Linked DNA regions of Mus musculus: region 1 is linked to region 2. The links are chromatin contacts, called in public Hi-C maps. All regions are on one chromosome and are shown on one strand. Each heading gives the region's core, a stretch centred on a gene start, on an enhancer-like site or on the middle of the called end of the contact. The rest is flanking DNA. Distances are from core to core; before and after follow the strand shown.

The links. Hi-C and Micro-C count contacts between places; a contact is called where the count stands out from the background.
Region 1: a Hi-C map of Sertoli cells shows a contact between it and region 2, with 2.6 times the contacts expected there. The contact joins the promoter of Shisa6 here to the enhancer-like site in region 2. A contact is called at or near these places in 1 of 39 promoter capture datasets (macrophages), 1 of 484 Hi-C or Micro-C datasets (Sertoli cells), 1 of 115 datasets of contacts at active chromatin or transcription factors (embryonic stem cells) and 1 of 9 other capture datasets (adipose tissue).

What each region holds. Positions count from the first base shown.
Region 1 is chr11:66,524,417-66,528,072 of GRCm38.p6, reverse strand. It overlaps Shisa6 (shisa family member 6), which reads left to right and starts at 1,947. Exons shown (of 5, transcript NM_001034874.3): 1 at 1,947-2,764. The coding sequence starts at 2,109.
Region 2 is chr11:66,486,658-66,490,195 of GRCm38.p6, reverse strand. All of the region lies in intron 2 of Shisa6 (shisa family member 6), which reads left to right. Among named protein-coding and RNA genes, the nearest start is that of Shisa6, 38 kb to the left of the region's middle. Within about 2 kb of position 2,260, at least 14 of the 459 cell types and tissues checked have an H3K27ac peak or open chromatin away from gene starts, as enhancers often do. A contact at or near this core is called in Sertoli cells, where this site is marked.

The DNA of each region.
Region 1 (3,656 bases), core at 698-3,197, 38 kb before region 2:
CACAAACATGCCACGCAGAAGTCATTTGACTGTCTCCTCTGTAAAGGAACTCCTGAGAGAAGGGACTGTCATTCCTTATCTTAGCACTTACCAGTGTGCTTGGCAGGATTGGCACTAAAAACGATTGTTAACAGAGCCATTAAGAGACGAAGCCGAGGAAATCGGAGGAAGTGCCGAGGAAGAAGAGGAAGGAGGAGGGGATAGAGAATGAGCAGCACACGGAGAGTTTCTAGAACGGTCGGCCAGAGAAGTCCCCCTCTTCCCATCTCAGGTAAAAATGTCCCTCTGTGCCGTGGGTTCTGGGTTTCAGCTCCAATTCAGTCCATCCATTTAACACCAGACTCCCTGAATGCTGAGAGTTTGTTTGAGGCACATCGTGAGCAGGACTGAGTAGACCACTTCAGGGAAATTCTCTGTTACTATCATTCTAACAGCCTGCCTCTGTCTCCCACCAAAGTTCTCAGGACTACGGTCTGGGGCTGGCTGTTGCTCCTCTTCTCGGGTCTCCCACCTTCTCCACACAACACACAGCAAACTAAGACTCTGACTCCCCCTTGGGGTGGCCACATAGCTTAGAAAGCCAGACTCGTGGGTCTCCTTTCAGCCAGCCTGGTCTCACTCTGGTCACAAGGGACTCTCTAATCTGTCTCCTCCAGCAGCAACGACAGGAATGTAGGGCTTTCCAAAGAAATCTTTAAAACCCAGGTAGTTTTATTTATTTATTTCTTTTTATTTATTTTTTAACTCTCGTCTCAATGCTAGAAAAAAAGTTGGAGAAAGAGGGAATTCGAGGTGTCACCCAGAGCTGGAGCTATCTCACTCCTGCACGAGCGATGGAGGAGAAAGGAGCCTAAGTTCATCACACTAGGTGGCCCAACAGCCACTTGACCCCTGGCCTCAGTGTAGGAACCTGTAGCAATGGGCTTGACCTCTTATCTTGGCTGTGAACATCACCACTAGGGAGAGGCAGAGGCTTGCAGAAACCCCAACTTGCTTTCTGGTAGCGCAAAGACCAGGCTGAAGTAAAGCGGGGGAGTGAGGGAGGGTTAGAAATACTTGACCAGAGGGCTAGAAGGGCAATGTCAGAGTAGGTTTAACCCTGCCGCTGGCCGGCTCCAGAGGGCTCACTCTGGCCTTGCTCCGGGGTGAAGGTAGTGGGGGTGAGCTCCCTCTTTGCCATCTTAGTCGCTTAACTGGTGTCCCGGCGTTGGTGACGCGAAGCTTCGAGGCGGGGGGTGGGGAGGAGGGAGAGGAAGAGGCAAAGAGAAGTCCTGCCGTCCCCCAACCGGGCGCCCAGGCGTGGAAACGTGGGCGGCGGCGAGCGGCTGGCCTCCCTCCCCGCCCTCCCCGCGCGGCGCTCCCGCGTGTGCGGCTGTGTGAGTGCGTGTGTCTCCCTCTCTCCTATCGCACACGCTCCGGCACTAGTGCAGGCGGTTCCCGGCTCCGCTCACTCGCTCCGGTCGCTGCGCTCCCGCCTAGCCGCCGCCGCCGCTGCAGTCGCAGCCCGGCATGGTGAGTGACTGAGGTGCAGCCGCCGCGCACCCCGGCTGCCCGCCGGACCCCAGCCTCAGTCGGCAGCACCGTCCCCGGGCTCGGCGGCCCGGTGGCTTCCCCAGGGGTTCTCCACGCGTCCTCGGGCCACTGTCCCAGTCGGGACGCACTCCTCGAGGGCTGAGCGCTCCTTCTCCGCCCGGCTGCTCGCCGCTCTCCGCACCCCGTGACCGCTGCCCCGTCTCGTCCCGCAGGACCTGCCCGGACGGGACCACGCCGCCGCTGCCGCCGCCTCCGGGAGCCGCGCTTCGGGGCCGGCCTGAGCCGAGTCGCGCGGAGCCGCCGCTGCCGCGGGCGGGGGATGGGGCTGCCCGCTAGGCGCGCGGAGCCCGCAGGGGGAGCGCGGAGCCGGCGCGCAGCCTGAGAGCCCCGCGCAGCCCGCGCCCCGCCGCTCCGTGCGCTCCCGCCGCCGCCCGCGCCTCGATGGCGCCATCTCCCCGCCGCTGACCGGTCCGTCTCGCCTTTCCAGCCCGCCCGGCCGCCCTCGGAGCCCGGCCAGCCGCCGGGGCAGCGGCCTGCAGCCCGCGTCCGCCCGCGCCCTCCCGCCCGGCCCCGCCATGGCGCTGCGCCGCCTCCTGCTGCCGCCTCTGCTGCTGTCGCTGCTGCTGTCGCTCGCGTCCCTGCACCTGCCGCCCGGCGCAGACGCCGCCCGCGGCCGCTCCGGGAACCGGACCCTGAACGCGGGAGCCGTCGGAGGTCGGCGTGCTGGGGGCGCCCTGGCCCGAGGCGGCCGCGAACTAAACAGCACCGCCCGAGCGTCCGGCGTCCCGGAGGCGGGCAGCCGGCGGGGACAGTCCGCAGCAGCGGCAGCGGCGGCGGCGGCGGCGGCCAGCGCGACTGTTACTTACGAGACGTGCTGGGGCTACTACGACGTGAGCGGCCAGTACGACAAGGAGTTCGAGTGCAACAACAGCGAGAGCGGCTACCTGTACTGCTGCGGCACCTGCTACTATCGCTTCTGCTGCAAGAAGCGCCACGAGAAGCTGGACCAGCGCCAGTGCACCAACTACCAAAGCCCCGTATGGGTGCAGACGCCCAGCACCAAGGTAGTGTCGCCGGGGCCCGAGAACAAGTACGACCCGGAGAAGGACAAGACCAACTTCACCGTCTACATCACTTGCGGGGTGATCGCCTTCGTCATCGTGGCGGGCGTCTTCGCCAAGGTCTCCTATGACAAGGCCCACCGCCCTCCGCGAGAGATGAACATCCACAGGTGAGAGGCGCTACTGGGTGCCTGCCTTGGGTTCCCAGGCCTCGCGCCCCCCTTAACGGGCCTGGCCCTGTCCTCTTCGCGCGTACTACCTCTCCCCTTCTAAGTCACTTCCACAGTCGCTTCCTTTAGGAGCAGTAGGCTCTCCCGCATTCCGTAGGAAGCAGCTAGGTGTGCTTTTGGTTTTAGAAAGAATGGCAACACAAAGTACCAGTCTACGGAGTTCCTGATGTTCAAGGATAAGAATCTCACCAATAATCCCCAGGCTGTATTTCATGGTTCGTGGACACTTTACTATGGGCTGTACCATGCTTAGGTTTTTTGTTTTGTTTTTTTGTTTTTGAATTTATTTTAAAAACTGGCGTGCCACTTTAATATAAAGAGCAGAGCAGTGTGGGCACCTCACTGAAAAGAACAGCAAGCGGGTTAGTGTGAGCTGGGGGTGTTCCCAGGTGTTAAGTGCAGGATGGTATGGAAAGGGCAATTGCCTCTGCCTGGAAGAATGTTCCCCATTGCGTGTTGACAGAGCACAGAGGGTAGGTCTCCCAGTGGGGTGCTTGTCTTTCCTGATGAGACTGGAGGACTTCTCCCAAGGCAGACCTCCCTGAGTTCATGCTTCTGTAATGTTCAGGCCATCTTGTACTGCACACATGGTAAAGACAGTGTCTACTGTCCCCTTCCAAAATGTGTAACAGGAGTTGAAAACCTGATAGTCACAGTCCCACTCTGATTTCCTCCCACCCGTGTCTCTGGCTCCCCAGGGAGATCATTGGAAAGTCAAAGCCAAAGGGACAACAGGAGCCCAGCCTCTCCTTTCGGAACTGCACAGGCAGAGGATGCGAAATCAGCTGTGCTTCCAGCGTCCCCATGAAGATGAATGGTTGGATGTGGTTCC
Region 2 (3,538 bases), core at 1,011-3,510:
GAGGCTGCTATTTTCATCAGTGAGTCTATTAGGAGGTCTGGGGTCTCAGAGCCTCAGATGCTGAATGGAGAGAAACTCAGAAACATGCAAGAAGCCACATACTGTGAATGAAATGTGTAGAGGTTTGAACAGAACTACTTAGAGCAGTATTCTCAACCTGTGAGTCAAGACCCCTCAGTGGGGAGTCAAACGACTCTTTCACAGGGATGACCGAAGACCACTGGAAACACAGATACTTACATCATGATTCACAACAATAGCAAAATTACAGTTATGATGTAACAATGAAAACAATCTAGTGGTTGGGGGATCATCACACCACGAGGAAATTGTATTAAAGAATTGCAGCATGAGGAAAGTTTAGAACCACAGATCTAGAAGGTATATGGATGTGGGCATTTGCCTCAGCCCTAGCCCACTCCCTAAAGAGGGGAGGGGAAGAGCCTTCCCTGGGGTGGAACCCACACCTGCAGGCTGAGACCCCATTCCAGCCCTTACCTCTTCCTTCTGATCAGGACTCGAGCTTTGCCTTTCTCTCTGTGTGCACGTAGCTCAGGGACTTATCACAGCAGCTTAGATCCAGGATAAACTAGATAAGCCAGTGCTTTAATAAACGTGCCGTTTCTTTCCCTTAAGAATTAGATAAAAGGAAATGGGGCTTTAGTGGAGGCTGGCAAGGTGGAAAGGCCAAGCTCGTGGCTGAGGTAGGCAGGAAATGCCACCTGCCCATAGCTTGGGGAGGGGGCCGTTTGTAGAGGTATGGCACAGCTCTTGGCAATGAAGCACCCTCCCAATTTCTATGGAAAGAAACCCAAACCAGCAGACCTTGCTACTTGGTGGATACCCCTCCCCTAAGAGATGCATTTGAATTCTTGGCTTGAATGTTGTCCCTGTTCCTTGAGCACATTCATGTGGGAAGGTTCCCTGTGAGAATGCCAAGGCAGCAGTGTCACAGGGCCTGTGACTATCAAAGGAGAGGCCTTTAACACTGGGCAGAGAGGTTTTTGAAGGTCCAGCTCGACTGGTTTCTCTCTGTGTGAGAACTCTAGCATTGACTTGCTGGAAACTGGTGGAGTGTTGCCCATAAACACTGAGTGACTATGCCTATGTCTCATCATTCCAGAGTCTAGATGGGCAATGTACTGTACATGGATGGAGGTTCTCCCTCTATGACTGTGGTCCAGGAAGCTGGGGAGCATCCTGGGGTGACGCTTCTAGGAAGTCAGTAATGGCATTACCTCAGCCATGGGCAAAATGTACAACGGTTGGATTCTTTTCAAGGTCAAGGTCAAATCATTTGTCTTGGCAGTGTTTTTAGCTTGTTAGAAAGGTTCCCTACACTCCCCTGGCTGGGCCCTGATTTCAAGCTCCCTGCTATTATTATTATTATTATTATTATTATTATTATTATTATTATTATTATTTCCATTCACAGATCTAAGGTCACTGTGACCAAGAACTGTATAGAGGATAGGAGGAGGGGATTGTGGTAAGGGCAGTGACCTGCATTCTCATTTGCTCTCTTTAGAAGACTCTGGCTCTCTGGGAAAATACCTGGCTTCCTTGCTTTTCTTGTGAGAGAAACTCTCTGTGAGTTTGGGAGGCTGGAGGGGTAGCTAGGCCCGAGAGACTGGGTGGGCCTTCTATATGCAGGAGGAAGAGTTTCTTTTGCATGTACAACCTTGCACAGGACCCTCAGAATATATAAGCCTCCATGGCATTTTTGCTTCTGCTTTTATCACAAAAAGATTTGTTAGAGCACTTTTTAATTTATTCTCAGTTGCTTCTGGGTATTGGATTTGCTAAGAGTAAAATTTACTCCATGTAGATTAAGATTCATGGATCCAAGATCAGCTATTATATTTATTGGTTGTTCTGTGGATTCTGAAAAAATATGTAGTGCAAATAAATGGAACAGATGACGGGCATCTTGGTCAGAAAGAATTTGCAGTCCCAGTTGAGCCATGTTTGTGCTGATGCTATAGGTGACTGTGCCTGTAGACGTGGTCCCTGATTTCTATCATTACACACTCAGTTGTCTGGAAGACGAGGTTGCAGAACCTGCCTGAGCCAGTGTGCATGATGTGGGTGGTGGGCACAAATGAGATTCACGCATCCCACGGATCAGAGTTCTAACATGTGAATCCATTTGAACAGCAAGCATGCTGTGAGTTCATTTATTCTCCAAGGCCTTGTGGAGGGCCTTCTGCATAGCAGGCACTGGGCCAAGAGTCTGGAATGGTCCAAATTGGCAGTCTGAGAGGTGTTGGGTATTGACAGTGACCTTGAAGGGTAGATAAGGCTTAGGCGTCACAGAGCTTTGGAGACATTGGGCAAGATAGGACTGGAATGAATTGAGAAAACCTCACCAGGATAGAAACATAAGGCTTCATACAGGAGTGTGCAGATCTGCCTTTTAGAATCATTGTGCTTATTGGGGGTGGGAAGGAGAGAGAGATAATGGAGAAGAGAATTGGAAACAGGCTTGTTGAGGCCTTGAATGCCAGGGCTCAGAGAGTATCAGAATGAGAATAGTTTTAAAATTCACTTTTACACTCACCTTCTACAAACAATTGACCATTCACATTTCTAGCTGTTGTGCTCTCTCTCTCTCTCTCTCTCTCTCTCTCTCTCTCTCTCTGTGTGTGTGTGTGTGTGTGTGTGTTTTAGCTGCTTCATAGAGTCCTTGGGATTCTGTTCAGAGAAATCATGTTGCCTGTAACCGAAGCTAATTGACTTTGTCCTTTCATATCCAGGAACCTTTCATTGGTTTTTCTTGCCTTATTTCACTGGCAAGGGCTGCCTGTACAATGCTGGATCAAAGTGGTCACCGCTTTATTTCTGGTCTTACCAGGGAACCATCTTTCATTTTGTGATTGTTGCTTCATTCTGTGTTTTTCAGAGATGTTTTTATCGTGATGAGGAAGTTTTCTTTTATTACTAGTTTGGGTAGGGTTTTTGGACAGTAATTGATGTTGGGTTCAGTAAAAGTTTCCACCCCCCCTCCTCTATTCACAGAGATGGCACATAGCTTTCCCTTACAGTCACTTAACAGAGTGAATATGTTGACTCATTTTAAATATTAGACTGTTCTTGGATTCCTGGGGTAGACTTTACGTAGTCATAACGCTTTATTGGATTTATTATTATGTTGGATATTGTTAAATGTAAAATGTTGAGTGCTGTTTACAATTGTGTTCTTAAGCCTTGTGCCATTCTGTTTTCTAGTCATTTTATATGTTGTTGGAGTAACGCTGACCTCATGCTATGTGTGGAGTGTTTCTTCATCCTTTCTGTATTGCAGGTTGCTTGTAGAATTGGCCAGTGAATCCACTTAAGCCTGGAGATATTTAAATAGAAGAATTTTTACCTTTGCCTTAATTTCTTTCACAGGCACACAGCTATTAGGTTATCCAAACAAATTTAACCAAGAAAGCATAACTTAAAAAAACATTTGAACCCTCTGACCCTGAACATCCTCTGAGTGTAGTTCACTCAGAGCTGGATGGCTTCAGCTTGCTGAGCTGATACAGTTACA